Linked DNA regions of Mus musculus: region 2 is linked to region 1. A link is a contact called in public HiChIP or PLAC-seq data. All regions are on one chromosome and are shown on one strand. The core of a region is the stretch at or near the end of the contact, and the rest is flanking DNA. Distances in the headings are between cores, read along the strand shown.

Evidence for each region. HiChIP or PLAC-seq counts read pairs in DNA pulled down with a chosen protein or histone mark.
Region 2: an H3K4me3 HiChIP or PLAC-seq map of the SCID.adh cell line shows a contact between it and region 1, with 8 read pairs. The contact joins two enhancer-like sites. A contact is called at or near these places in 2 of 484 Hi-C or Micro-C datasets (cortical neurons and nephron progenitors) and 1 of 115 datasets of contacts at active chromatin or transcription factors (the SCID.adh cell line).

The regions. Positions count from the first base shown.
Region 1 is chr9:86,199,507-86,206,239 of GRCm38.p6, reverse strand. No RefSeq gene overlaps it. Among named protein-coding and RNA genes, the nearest start is that of Ube2cbp, 260 kb to the left of the region's middle. Within about 2 kb of position 2,924, at least 1 of the 459 cell types and tissues checked has an H3K27ac peak or open chromatin away from gene starts, as enhancers often do. A contact at or near this core is called in the SCID.adh cell line, where this site is marked.
Region 2 is chr9:86,374,216-86,381,032 of GRCm38.p6, reverse strand. All of the region lies in intron 8 of Ube2cbp (ubiquitin-conjugating enzyme E2C binding protein), which reads left to right. Among named protein-coding and RNA genes, the nearest start is that of Ube2cbp, 87 kb to the left of the region's middle. Within about 2 kb of position 3,837, at least 14 of the 459 cell types and tissues checked have an H3K27ac peak or open chromatin away from gene starts, as enhancers often do. A contact at or near this core is called in the SCID.adh cell line, where this site is marked.

The DNA of each region.
Region 1 (6,733 bases), core at 1,675-4,174:
CCAGAGGAAATAGATGCACCTTAAAGGATCCGCTATCAGAGTCTAATTCCTATTTCTTCAGTCAGAATCAGGTTGTCTTTCTCCACGAAACATTTGGGACTTTTGTCAGTTTTAAAGTCAGTCATTATAACTCTGGAAATTGCAAGGGACCAACTTGGCTCAGCTGTTCAGCACTCAGTTTCATATTAATTACTTTGATGAATGTTCCAGGTCTCATCTCTGTTTTTTATATTAGTTGACCTAGATCTTGGAGTTGCATTGGGAAATATGGTTTTGAAATTCTGTTTCCTTTTCTTTGTAGTTGCCCATCTGGTCTTTGTTCCTGTGGACTTTCTACTGATTTGTTGTTGTGGTTGTTTTTAGAGACAGGGTTTCTTTGTGTATCCTCGGCTGTCCTGGAACTCACTTTGTAGACCTGACTGTCCTTGAATTCATATTTACCTGCCTCTGTCTCCTGAGTGCTGAGATTTAAAGTGTGCACCATCACTCCCCAGCAAATTTTTTTCCTTATGGGGAGTGTAGTAGTTTTATTTAAAACAACCTAATGACTTTCCCACCACACTAGTCAGTCACAGAAAAGGAGCAAGAGTAGTTGATACAAATACTTGGTATTTAATCTTGTATCTTTCATGCCTTAAAAAAAGTGGCGATCAATTTGAGAGGAAGTTGGTGGTGAGGGGACTGGTAGGGTATGGAAGAAAGGATGGGGAAGGGAAAAGGGATATAGTTATATTTTAATTAAAAAGATCCCTAAATGGTTCAACTACAGTCAAAATATAATCTATGACCATTGGCAGGGAAACAGTATTTTGTCTGTGTGCTGCATTAAATTACACTATTTTTTTAATTGTTTTAATTTGCTTGTATTTCAGTGGTTTACAGTTTTCCCATTTTGTGACTAATCCCACAACAGCATGGATATCTGTGAAACTCAGCCACCCATTCAGACCAGAACATTGGCACTTTCCAGTCTTCAACCAGAAGGCTGAGCAGCAGGCTCTGTTTTTAAGTTAGCTTTCTCAGTGTCTCCTAGACCCACACATTCTGTTTCTCTCTGGTTCACGACTAGCAAAACATGATCCTTTCAGGATTTTTTTTTTCTTGCATCTCTCCAAGAGCAAACACAGAGTCTAGGATTAAATAAATCTCTCCAGTTTGAGCGTTCGGATGTAAAGGGCACAGATGATCAGAGTAAATCAAACTTAGGCTGACATGACTTTATTAGATTAGAAACCACTCATTGATTTGCAAGGGACCATTTGCAAGAGATTGAAGCAAGCTGTGCCAGTGGAGAATATAGCCTACGTAGGGAAGAGTACAGCTTGGACAGAATTAACACTTGCCTTTGAAAATAAGGCTTGCATGCTGGGGAGATGGCTCGGTCAGGAAAATGTTGGCTGTACAAACCTGAGGACCAAAGTCCAACCCCCAACACTATGTAAAAAGCTTGTAATCTCAGTATTGGAAAAGCAGAGACAAGTGGATCCCTAGGACTTGGTGGCCATATAGCTTAGGCTAATTGGAAAGCTAGCTTATGCTAATCAGAAAACCCTAGGTCCCAGGGAGAGACTCGGTTTCAAAAAACAAGGTGTACAGTTGTGCCAATACATTTTAATGGGTAAAAGTGCTTGCCACAAGAACCTCATGATTTGGGTTTGACCCCAAGTATCCATGTGTTTATGGAAGGAGAGAAGTGACTCCATAGTGTTGTCTTCTAATCTCCACACATCAGCTATATAGCACACATGCAACTCTTGCTCCCAAATAAATAAATAAAAAGCTACAGCAACACCCCCAAAACAATGTCTCTTGAGAAATTACACTTGAAGCTGACTTCTGGCTAAAACACACATGTGCATGTCTACCCACTTTCACATGCATACATGCATCCTTCCATGAACACACACACACACACACACACACACACACACACGCACATAGTCATACACAAAATACATTTCTCCTGGAAATTAACTTATGAATGAGAATAACACTACTATTATTTTATAGAAGAGCTGCAGTTGCAAAGTTCTGTGTAGTTGTTTCCACTTCATGGTTATGATGTTTTCCTTGTTATGTGTGGTGCTGTGGGAAATGCTTGACATGACCATTTTGTCTCCTTCCAACCGGACTGAAAGTCCTTTTGCTTTCAGAAATGCACTAGTCTTATCTAACTTTGTAGAGTACATTTCTGCAAGCAAAGATGCCACTGACAGTCACTCTGAAGAGAAATACAAATAGCTTCTGGAAGGCTATTATCTAGAGCCTTAAAACTATGGTTCTAGCCAGAAGTTCCGTACAAAGGAAGATGGTTTCACATCTGTAATTACGAAGGTGTATATATAGCCCCCAAGTTAAAGCACAGTACTTTCTTTATTCCTTCCGCTTGGGAGAGCGAAGTAAACTTGACACCAGGGCAAGACCTTGTCTATGATACTCCAATGTCATTATGCCTGCTCTGCCCGATTTAGAATCCGATGAGTTGTAGCTCTCTGCACAGTCTGTGGGAAGATGTCTGAAATGAGGTGTTAACCACAAGACGGATTTAGACCTTCAGAGTTTTGTAGCCCTCTTTGTCTTTGCTTCAGTTCAGAGGCACCTGGTGAGATTTCCACATATACCCTTTGCAGTAAAGCTAAAGACTGTCAGGCTGGCTAACAGTTTCCACTTTGAGCTTTAGTAATTTACCAAAACAAGATCCCAAGGATGCGAGTGAGGTAAGCTTGTGGGTACCAGCTTGGTTGTGACTTCTCAGTAGTTATAAACAAGTCTACCATTACCAAAGTCTCTGTTGGTATCTAATGTTGATGAAAGAGCCAGCTGGACAGCCATGGGGCTAGAATAGGTTATTATTAACAGATGTCCTGTCCTGAAATGGAAAGGCTTATGCGACCCTTTCACTAGGAAGTTCTCCAACCACCCTAGGGGATTTCTGGGAACTGTGTGTGGCTTGTAAAGAAGGTGCATCATGAGGGAGAGAGGAAGCTGCCTGAGACCGTTCTCAGCCCATGCACCCCCATCACTGCCTATTCACAATCTTCACTGTTCTTATAGAAGCTCTGCTTTAATATAAAACTTCCCCTTAGCAACGACTGCTCTCTAAAAAACAAAACAAAACAACCCTGTCCATGCTAGCTAGTTTTATATTAATTTGACACAGGCTAAAGTCATTTTGGAAAAGAAATCCTTAATTGACAAAATGTCCCCACCAGATCAGCCCGTGGGCAAACCTGTAGGACATTTTCTTGGTTAATAACTGATATGGGAGGATCCAGCTCATTGTGGGCAGTGACATCTCTGGGCTGGTGGTCCTGAGTACTATAAGAAAACAGGCTGAGCAAGCCATGAAGAGCAAGTCAGTAAGCAGTACTCCTCCATAGCCTCTGCTCTAGTTCCTGCCTCCAGGTTCCTGCCCTGGCTTTCCTTCATGATGAATTTGAAAGCTGTGAAGTGAAATTAATCCTTACCTTCCCAAGTTGATTTTGGTCATGGTGTTTTATCACAGCCAAGAAACCCTAACTAAGACACCGTTGTTGTGTTGTTGTATGCTGATACTTTCCAAACATCTGTGATTCTTAACTTTCAGGAATGAGATCTTCTAGAGGAGGGATCACTTTGATGTTAGGAAGCTCACATCTTTCCAGACTGTGGCTCTGAGGATTTGGGATGGGCAACAAGGGACCATAAGCTGTGTGTACTTACCTTCAAGGACTGAACATGTTTAGCTTCAGGTAGAATGAGTATTTGGCCTACACACTCTTTGGCCTCCTCAAGGCATTGCATTTGTGCAAATGCTCACATATACTCATACTTTTAAAACATCTAAAATTTTTCAGATTAAGCTACCGTTACAGAACTCTAATAATGTGAATAGACTAGTGGTTTTCATCCTTCCTAATTTTGCAACCCTTTAATACAGTTCCTCATGTTGTGGTGACCCCAACCATAAAATTATTTTGTTGTTATTTTTTATAATTGTAGCTTTGCTATTATCATGAATCATATTATAAATATTTGATATGCAGGATATCTGATATGCATCCCCCAAAGGGGTCTCAGTTCATAGGTTGAGAGCCACTGCTCTAGGCTATGGGCTGAGCCTTTTGTGGGGCAAGATATACAGGGTCTCACTATGTGTTCCCTGGCTGTCCTGGTACTCTCTGTGTAGAACAGGATGGTCTTGAACTCACAGATATTTTCCAGCCTCTGCCTCCCAAGTTCTGGATGGAATTAAAGACTTGCATCACCATATCCAGTATATGCCTTGAACCTTTATGCATGCCATACTATCCAGTCCTTATAACACTTTGATATATATATATATATAATTATATATAATATACCGTATATGATTATCTCCAGTTTATAACTAGTAAACAAGCCTATGGGAATGAATGTTATATGTATAATACATAGTTTGTAAGTTGTAGAGCCAGGATGCAAATACAGCTGCTATATGGTTTTATTATGATGTGATTTAGGTAGCAGACTCAAGACTCTGAGAGCTTGTACATTATAATCTTCTATACCATAACACTATTTGTAATTAAAGCCATATTATTATAGGGAGAAAATATTACTCTGGGTGAAGTGGCCCAGTGATCCTGTGCAGGTGACATTGCATTCTCAGGGTGACAACAAGATAAGTCAGGATATAGAACACCCTACTTTAAGAACTCATGGGGGTTCTAAAAGAGAGGAGGGTCCACTTGATTAAGTTCTAAGGTAACAGCTATCCAAACAAAACGCAGAAAACCCCTTATACATCAAACATATTGTTCCAAATCATGGTGCTTTCTCAGCACTGTTTAGTATTACTGTGTGGGCTTTTTTGTTGTTGTCTAAAAAATGTATCCTTATTTTGTATTTATAAAGCATTAAGCACAAGCTGGCTGGCTTGTTAAATATAGGAGCTACTGCAACTATTTCTTTAAAGAAGCAAAAACACTGAATCAGCAGCCATGAATTTGGCAAAGCTGGAGTCACATGCAGACAGCACTTGCTTTCTCTCTTCTCCCATGAAGGGGAATGGCCTCTGGAATGTCCCCCTGAAAGTCACTGCAGGTTTTTCCATTCCTAACCTATCAGTGCTTTTCTTTCTTTTCTCTTTCCCTTTCTTTCCTTCTTTCCTTCTTTCCTTCTTTCCTTCTTTCCTCCTTTCCTCCCTTCCTCCCTTCCTCCCTTCCTCCCTTCCTCCCTTCCTCCCTTCCTCCCTTCCTCCCTTCCTCCCTTCCTCCCTTCCTCCCTCCCTCCCTCCCTCCCTCCCTCCCTCCCTCTCTCTCTCTCTCTCTCTCTCTCTCTCTCTCTCTCTCCCTTTCTTTCTTTCTTTCTTTCTTTCTTTCTTTCTTTCTTTCTTTCTTTCTTTCTTGTTTTTTTTTGAGACAGGGTTTCTCTGTGTAGCCCTGGCTGTCCTGGATCTCACTTTGTAGACCAGGCTGGAATCGAACTCAGAAATCTGCCTGCCTCTGCCCCCCAAGTGCTGGGATTAAATGTGTGTACCATCGCACACCATGATTTTCTTAAATAATTTTACACTATTGAATAAATATATACAGATTTATACAACTGATAGTTTGTATATATTTAAGTAATATTTATGGATAAAATAAATATTATGTGTAATTTATGTGTTTAAAGCTGTGAGCTAGCCACTGTCGAATGAGGAGAATGATGTCAGCTTTTAGTGAGGAGAGCCAGAAAGAAAGTGAATCTTATAGTAGAATTGTTCTCTGTTGCTAAGGAACACGTTTCTTGGGTTGTGTGGACAGATTAAAAAGAGTAATGGGCTGGGGGAGTGTGGTAAAAAGTGTTCAGGGAGTTGAAGTCCTGGATCCAACACCTTGCTCTGGTTCTTGCTAATGGGATGTAAATACACATCCACTACTTGGGCTCCCAGGCGGATGTGTGGCAAGGATCCATACAATGGCTTTGAAAACCAGAAAGTGTTAGTGCCGGTAGAGCATTGTCTTTTAAGAAAAGAAAGAGGATGAGGATGGTGGGAAGTAGGGGAGAGAACTGGAGAAGACAGACAGACAGACAGACAGACAGACAGACAGAAGGAAGAAAAAGAGGATTGCAGGGTAGTGCTCGTCTGTTGCCATGTCCTCCACTCAAACGCAAGTGGGTCTTTGGTATAGGCCATCTAGGTGTTGGTCATGCTCATGTATCAAGGGCCCACAGCAAGGGCTGCCGGGTTAATAAGCCTGTGCATAAGTATTTGCGTGAGTTTTGATAGTCGCTCTCAGTGCATCTGGGCAGTTGACCTCTTGGGAAGAGGATGCCTACCTCCTTCAGGTACCTGGATTCTTCCCTGCTGTACCCAACCTGTCAGGCTTATAAAAAAAAGATGCCATCTACTTCCCAAGAACACAGAAGCATTAATAAGACGTTTGGAGAAAGGAACTATCCAGAAGGCTCTTACTTGCACAAGAATTGTGTTCACCGGAGTCCATTGTAGAAGACAAAGGCTTCTAACCATCTGTTTCCAGAAACTTCATGCCTGGTACAGTATGGCCTACCACAATCAGGATATGTTTTCTAATGCCTTGAGTTTTTATATGATCTTTGAAATTCCAGAATAACGTGCATTAGCTTGAATTTGACCACTTGAACAAAACGTTCTGCACATCCCCGTGCATTACAACACTATACTTTCTTCTGATCTGCTGAGGTGGTCTTTGCTCTTCTACACCTTAGTGGCTGTATGTATATATCCGAGTGCTTTCACTGGCCC
Region 2 (6,817 bases), core at 2,588-5,087, 170 kb before region 1:
GCATTGTGGAAAGTATAAGCTGAATAAATCCTTTCCTCCCCCCCCCCAAAAAAAAAAAAAAAAAAAGATAGGTATATGTTATTATAGAAAGCATGGATCTCCCTGGGAAAGGGAAATAGACTAGAGATAACTAAGGGTTTTAAAAACATTGTCAAGTAAACTTTCCAGCTGAGGTTAGTTACTGTTGCTTCTTTGAAACTATAAAAATGTAGTGGACAGTGAGAGAGAGAAGGTAGAAGCTTGGAGGGGATGGAGAACTCTGCTTAGGACTCTGCTGAGAACTCCAGCTGTTGCAAACTGGCTCGGCTTCTCCAGTCTGTTTCTGCTGGGTGGTTGGGAATTCATTGATGGTGTTGTTTAGCTACTACTATTTGTTCTTTTCATTGGAAGTGTCATTGGCGAGAATGCTCTGCTCCATCTGGGACACCTTCAGTCAGAAGCTCTAGCTGCTCTCTGGCTGATTTCTGCTGAGTGTCTGTTAGCCCCTGACTTGATGGTGTTGCCTTTTGTTTCTTTCTCAGCTAAGCTACTCCATTCCTTTCAGTCCGATATTTTAAGTACCCATGATGCTGTTGTGCTCTGTCTCTACTGATTCTGTTACTCACTATTTATTCTCTTACATTTCCTTTCTCTATATGTAATAAATGGGCTCATACAGTAATTGTGGACCATTTTCTAGACTGTTCAGTACAGATGGTTTGAAGTTGACTGTTGGAAATGCTACCAAACCCCGCCTGCTACATAGTGTGTCAATCAGTGGAAAAAAAAAAATGTTACAAATGGAAAGTTTGTAAAGATGAGTTTATAAAGATGAGAGAGGTCCAATTCACCTGTCCAAAGGTTCACCTGTCCAAAGGTAGAGATCTTTAATGGAATGAGGGTTGAGAAAAGTGATTGGAGTTTAGGGAAGCTCCATTGGTTTGCACACGTGCAAAAGAGCTTTCCTGTAGGACTGATGCCTGGCAGAGGTGCCCTCCATGCCTATAAAGTCACTGGTTTTTAGAATCTACAGAAGACCAGACATTAAGAGCAGATGTAGTGGATTGGTCTACGGCCTAACTCAGAGTTTTCCTCAGTTCTGTGAGCATGAACTTGGTAGACCTGTCTCTTGCTTTTGTGTATTTGAGATTTTCTATGACACAAAGGGTTTTGGCTTTTGTTTTCGATCTAAGGGAGCAGCTGGCCTCTTTAAATAGGCTTACAATTTTATGTTCTCAGTGAAATCACTCCAATTAGGAAGTTTCAGAGAGGTTGTCTATAGACCAGATTCTCTTTAAAGTAGCTCAGTCGGCAGAATGCTTACCCAGAATGCATGATGCCCTGGGTCCAATCCCCAGTACCCAGTACCTCACCCCTGTAAACCCAGCACTTGTGAGGTGGTAGCAAGAAAATTGCAGTGAGTTTTGAGGCCAGCATGGGCTACATTGTAAGCCCGTTCGTGAGTCCCCAAACAAATAAAACTTATTAATATGCCAAAGGGTTATATTTTGAATGCTCTAAATTGTGTTTTGTTTTTGGTGGTCTTGGTATATTCTTATGTTCCCACCAATTCGTGTCTTGCAATAATGTAATCATTTCTAACAAACAAAACCTCAATTCCTGGTAATCTCAATTTGTAGGCAAGAATTAATATGCTGTTTTGAGACTGTTCTATTGCTATATTTGTTTACATTTATTTATCCTACTTTATGGGTATGAATGTTGTACCTTCATGTAAGTATATGCATGCAGTGTCCACAGAGGTCAGAAGAGGACATTGTATCCCCTAGAACTACAGTTAGGAATGGTTATGAACCACCTCACCATATAGAGGTGCTGGAGATCAAACCTTTTGCTCTGCAAGAGCAAGCCAGTGCTCTTAGCTGTCGAGTCATCTCTCTAGCCCATCATTACATTACTTAAAGCAGAACTGTTTCCCTTGGACATTTTTTTAAAGACAATGTTTCATGTAGCCCAGGCTGGATCATTGAGAATGAATGACCTTGATATTCTTATCGTCTTACCTCTGCCCCCAGAGTGCTGAGAGCACAGGTGTAATGCTGACTTTCTGCTGTTCTGGGGTCACATCAGGCGTTCAAGTGTACGAGGCAGCACTCTGCTAGCCCAGGCTGTCTTCAGGCCTTCAATGGACTTTTTGGTCCTTGGGAGGTTTTCCTTGACAAGGTCACAGGTCTTACTAGCGATTTGAAAAGTAGAACTTTCAAGAACCATATACCCCAATTCTGGCTTTCTAGAGTTCTTTAATTTAGATAATTAGTATGATTTTTTAATAGATGTATTTATTTTATGTCTATGAGTACAGTATAGCTGTACAGATGGCTGTGAGCCACCATGTGGTTGCTGGGATTTGAACTTAGGACCTTCGGAAGAACAGTCAGTGCTCTTAACCACTGAGCCATCTCTCCAGTCCCCAGTATAATTTTTTTTTTTAAACCAAGGTTTTTCTGTAATTTTTTTCCAGAAAAAAATGTCATGTGGATTCTGTTCATTACTTAATAAATCATATTTAAAATGTATTAGGAACATGCATTTACATGGTATGTTTTTATGAGTTAGTTCTCTGTCTCCCTGTCTGTCTGTCTCTCTCTGTTTTCCTGTTTGTCTCTGTCTCTCTGCCTTTCCCTCTCCCCTTTCTCTGCTTCTTCAGAACCTCATGTAGCCCTGGCAGGCCTTGTACTCTCTAGATAGCCAAGGATGTTCTTAAGCTTCTCTTCCCCCTGCCTCTACCTCCCAACTGCTAGAGTTACAGGCTGCAGCACCTTCTAATACTGGGGATGGGATCTGTCCTGTGGCCATGCACAGACAAGTATGCTTTTGAACTCAGTGGGTAGCAGTGTTAACATGACTTACCAGAAACCCTGAAGCAGTCCATTTAGTTCTTTTTTTTTTTTTTTTCTCTTCTGTGTCCTTGAGAGTAGTTGCTTCAGTTTGTTTGCTTGTGCAACTTCCATATCAAACAGGTTTATAGTCATGATTCTATGACTCCCTTGTGGTCCCTTACCTAGTTGTGGTCCCTTGCCTGCTTTCTTATTTTGAGAGACTAAATCTGTGGTTTTATTATTATAGTTTTTCAGTTGCATTTCTGACATCTGTAGGCTTGAGAAGTATTATATTTAGGTATCTTTTGTATGCTGTTGTCTTCAGTTCTAGCATTTAAAAGTCCGTATTGTCTACTAACATGTGAGAGATCCAAGATCTAAGTTCATGTCTTTCATCTTGGTTTTCTCATATTGCTAGCACTTTTTCTTCTCAGGCAATATGTTGAACGGTTTGGAGATACGTTAATTTTCAGTGTTCAGTTTCTATGCCACCCCTGCCATTCCAATTTGCATTGCACTGAATGACTTCTATGCTCTCACCCTCTGTTTTTTCTGGGTTGTTTTCCTGATATCGATTGGCTTGTTCATTCTCAATATCACCATTTTCGTTAGAAGTGGAAGCCTGACATTTCCTCCCTTTCCTGTTGTCTTGAAATAGACAGGCCATATAGTGAGCTCTCCTGGGAGTTTTCCTGATGCAAAGGTTTAGCAAAGTGGACAGAGTGGCCTCTGATTGCATTTCAGACTCTCAGACTCTGGTCACCAACTGACAGTTCTGGCCTCTTAGGAAAAGCTTTTCCTTCCCTGCTTAAAAGTCAAGGAAATGGCTTTCGACTGATGTTTGGTTCCTTGTTCCCTTTGAAGTATCTTTCCTGTTGATTCCTAGTGGGGGATGACTGATTCCCATCTAATAGTTATGATGCTTTGCAGGAAATACCAGAAGTAAAGCCTGAGTCTGCCCCATGTCTCACAACAGGCTTTGATCATCGTTGTTATCAGATGTGCACTGATGTGTGAGTCATGGGTGGGTAGGTACAAGTGACATCTCAGCTGTGTCAACATGTGTCTTCAAACCCATGTCATAACTGCTGTGTTTTAATGTAAACTGAGTTCTAACTATGTCCCGACACTTCCCCCTCCTCTCTGCATCTGTCCTGTCTCCTCTCCTTTCTTCTCTCCTACACTCCCACACTGCTCCCTTAATTGAAGAAAGAATGTAAAAATATTATGTAAAGATTTAGAGGAAAGATACCCAGAACTCTTTTTCTCCTAAGCTACCACTTTTATTTTTCAAGTAATACTGTCTTCATCTATGAATTAATGTAATTGAAATAAGAGGCAGTTTGTAAATTTTAACATTGACAGTTGGGGCTGGTTGACTGTGAGAAGCCTGGGCCATCTTAAATCTGGCTGCTTCGACTAAGTGCACAAAACATTTATTCAGATCGCTTAAAGTGAGGGTGGGGGCTTGGGATACCTGAAAGTTATTGATTGTTGACCTTTGGGGTTACAATCTTTTAGGATGGAAGCAACTAAATAATATCTAGGATAGTTTTTATGGTAGAGCACAGAGTGTGGGGTCTGGCTGAGAAGGGTCATACTCGTGTTTCTTTCCCGTCACAGCCCGGCTCCAGGGTCAGGACAAAGAAGCCTGTGCTGAATCACAGAATGTCGTAAGAGCTGGGTTGAAACCATGTAGATTTTCGTAATCACATAGAAATATGGATAGCTACTTTCCTTTGTAACTTTTGACACCATCAGTGTAAAAAAATGTCCTTCCATATAAATCATGATGCTGTAACATATTATATGAATTAAGTATTATTTTTTGGTTTTTTGTTTGTTGGTTGGTTGGTTGGTTTGTTTAAGTCACCAGACTGTATATGTTTAGCAAGGATGACGTGCTTGTGCGTGACAAGCCAGTGCTAAAGTATGCCATTTTTGCTTGAATGCTCTTTTTGATGGTTCACACCATAGACAGCGATTTAAACAGTTGAAACCTGGGGCTGGAGAGATGGCTCAGCGGTTAAGAGCACTGACTGCTCCTTCAGAGGTTCTGAGTTCAATTCCCAACAACCACATGGTGGCTCACAACCATCTGTCATGGAATGCGATGCATTCTTCTGGTGTGTCCGAAGAGAGTGACAGTGTACTCACTTAAAATAAATAAATAAATAAATAAATAAATAAATAAATAAATAAATAAATCTTTTTTTAAAAAGCTGAAACCTTTACTCAACATTGAAACATGCTTTTCTCTGCACCAGAATCGATAGCAACATCATAAAAGGAACTTTTTTCTGGACAAGATAAAAAAAGTGTGTGAAGGGAAAAAAAAAAAAAAAAGACAAAGCTATTTCCCTCTAAGGAAAATAGTCAGTGATGCACTATTCCCATGCTCCTCAACCTTTGTGTCACGACCTTTGGGGCTTGAGTGACATTTTCATAAGGTTAGAATATCAGATATACTGCATAAAGACATTTACATTTCGACTCACAATAGTAGCAAAATTGTAGTCACAGAGTAGCAACAGAGATAATCTTATAGTTGGGGGGTCACCACAACCTGAGGAACTGTAATGAAAGGGTCTCAGCATTAGGAAGATTGAAAACCACTGTGTTATACTGTTTTCTAATCTATTTCTTCATGATATATAGATATTTTGATTTAATATGAATATTTTCCCATGTGTGTCTGGTTACCTTTTTAATTCAAGCTTTGGAATACTCTATTTAATAAAATAATATCTTGAGGCAGACAAAAATAACTTCTTATAGAAGAATGAGCCTGTTCTGAGCTCTCTATGTACAGTAGAGAAAAGGTGGCTATACAGAGACAGGGATCAGCACAATCAGTTGCAAGAGTCTATTTCTTTCTGTGTGGAGAGGACCACCGTGTGCACAGCATACTCAGGTAACTGTGTAGAGTGATGGGGACAGGGTAGTCTTTGGATTCAAGTCAAGATGACCCCTCTGGTTCCACCATTTCACTCACCATGTGGTGCTGGCCAATCATGTGACCCTTCTGACTGCTGAAATAAACAGTGCCTGCCAATCAGGGCTCCTCTAGGTAATGAGACAAAACATACAGTCAGCAAGCCTGCTGTCTGGATGTGTCAGGCCCAGGAGAAATGATGGAAGAAACTTAAGATCTAGACTTATAAATTTTAAGCACACATCGTAGAGAAGAGCTTACAACCATAATAAACCCAGATAACTCTTTAAATATTTATTTGTATATTTATTGTTTTCTCTTCTACTTGCAAAACTATTACTGCCAAGGAGGGACTGGAAAATGGTGAGCCAGCAGTCCTGCCTTGAATGTGCTCTTCCTCAGAGTGCAGCAGGACTCGGCCAATCGCCGTGCTCACTTAAGTCAAGATGCCCTTCCCGAAGGCTCATGACCAGCCTGGGTTAGGCGTTAGCTCACTGGAGAGCTCCAAGGGACAGTCACAATCTAAGGAAGTATCCTGTGGCTTTTAAGAAGATGCAAGTTTGAAGCAAATATTTTTAGTATACATTAATTTTCAGAATGCAGATAGCTTCAGTGAGCCCTATTGTGGTTGGTGAGGTTCAAAGTGTGACTTCTGGGTGCTTAAATTGGTTTCTAAACATATTGTAAGGGGAGAACATTTCTAGTATACCTTCAAAGGCAAATAATACTGAATGTGGGACTAAGGATGTAGTGCTCTGGTACAGTGCTTGCTAAGTACGCACAGGCCCTGGGTTTGATCCCTAGAACTGAAAAGCAAAACTGAGGGTGTCTGTAAAATCAGCAGCTTTGAGGCAAGTGTCTAATCTTTATTTCCAAATAAGACTGCAAAGCAAGAGGAATGCATTCAGGTCTAATCCTAAGCCTGGAGGGGGTGAGATGGGAAGACATTCCCAGTAAGGGTACTGGCATGGCGGTGCAGTAAGTGCGGTAGTTGATATGCACGTGCTATTAAATAACAGCAAACAGGGTCTCTCCAGAGAGATGGTACTGTCTGCATCTTTTA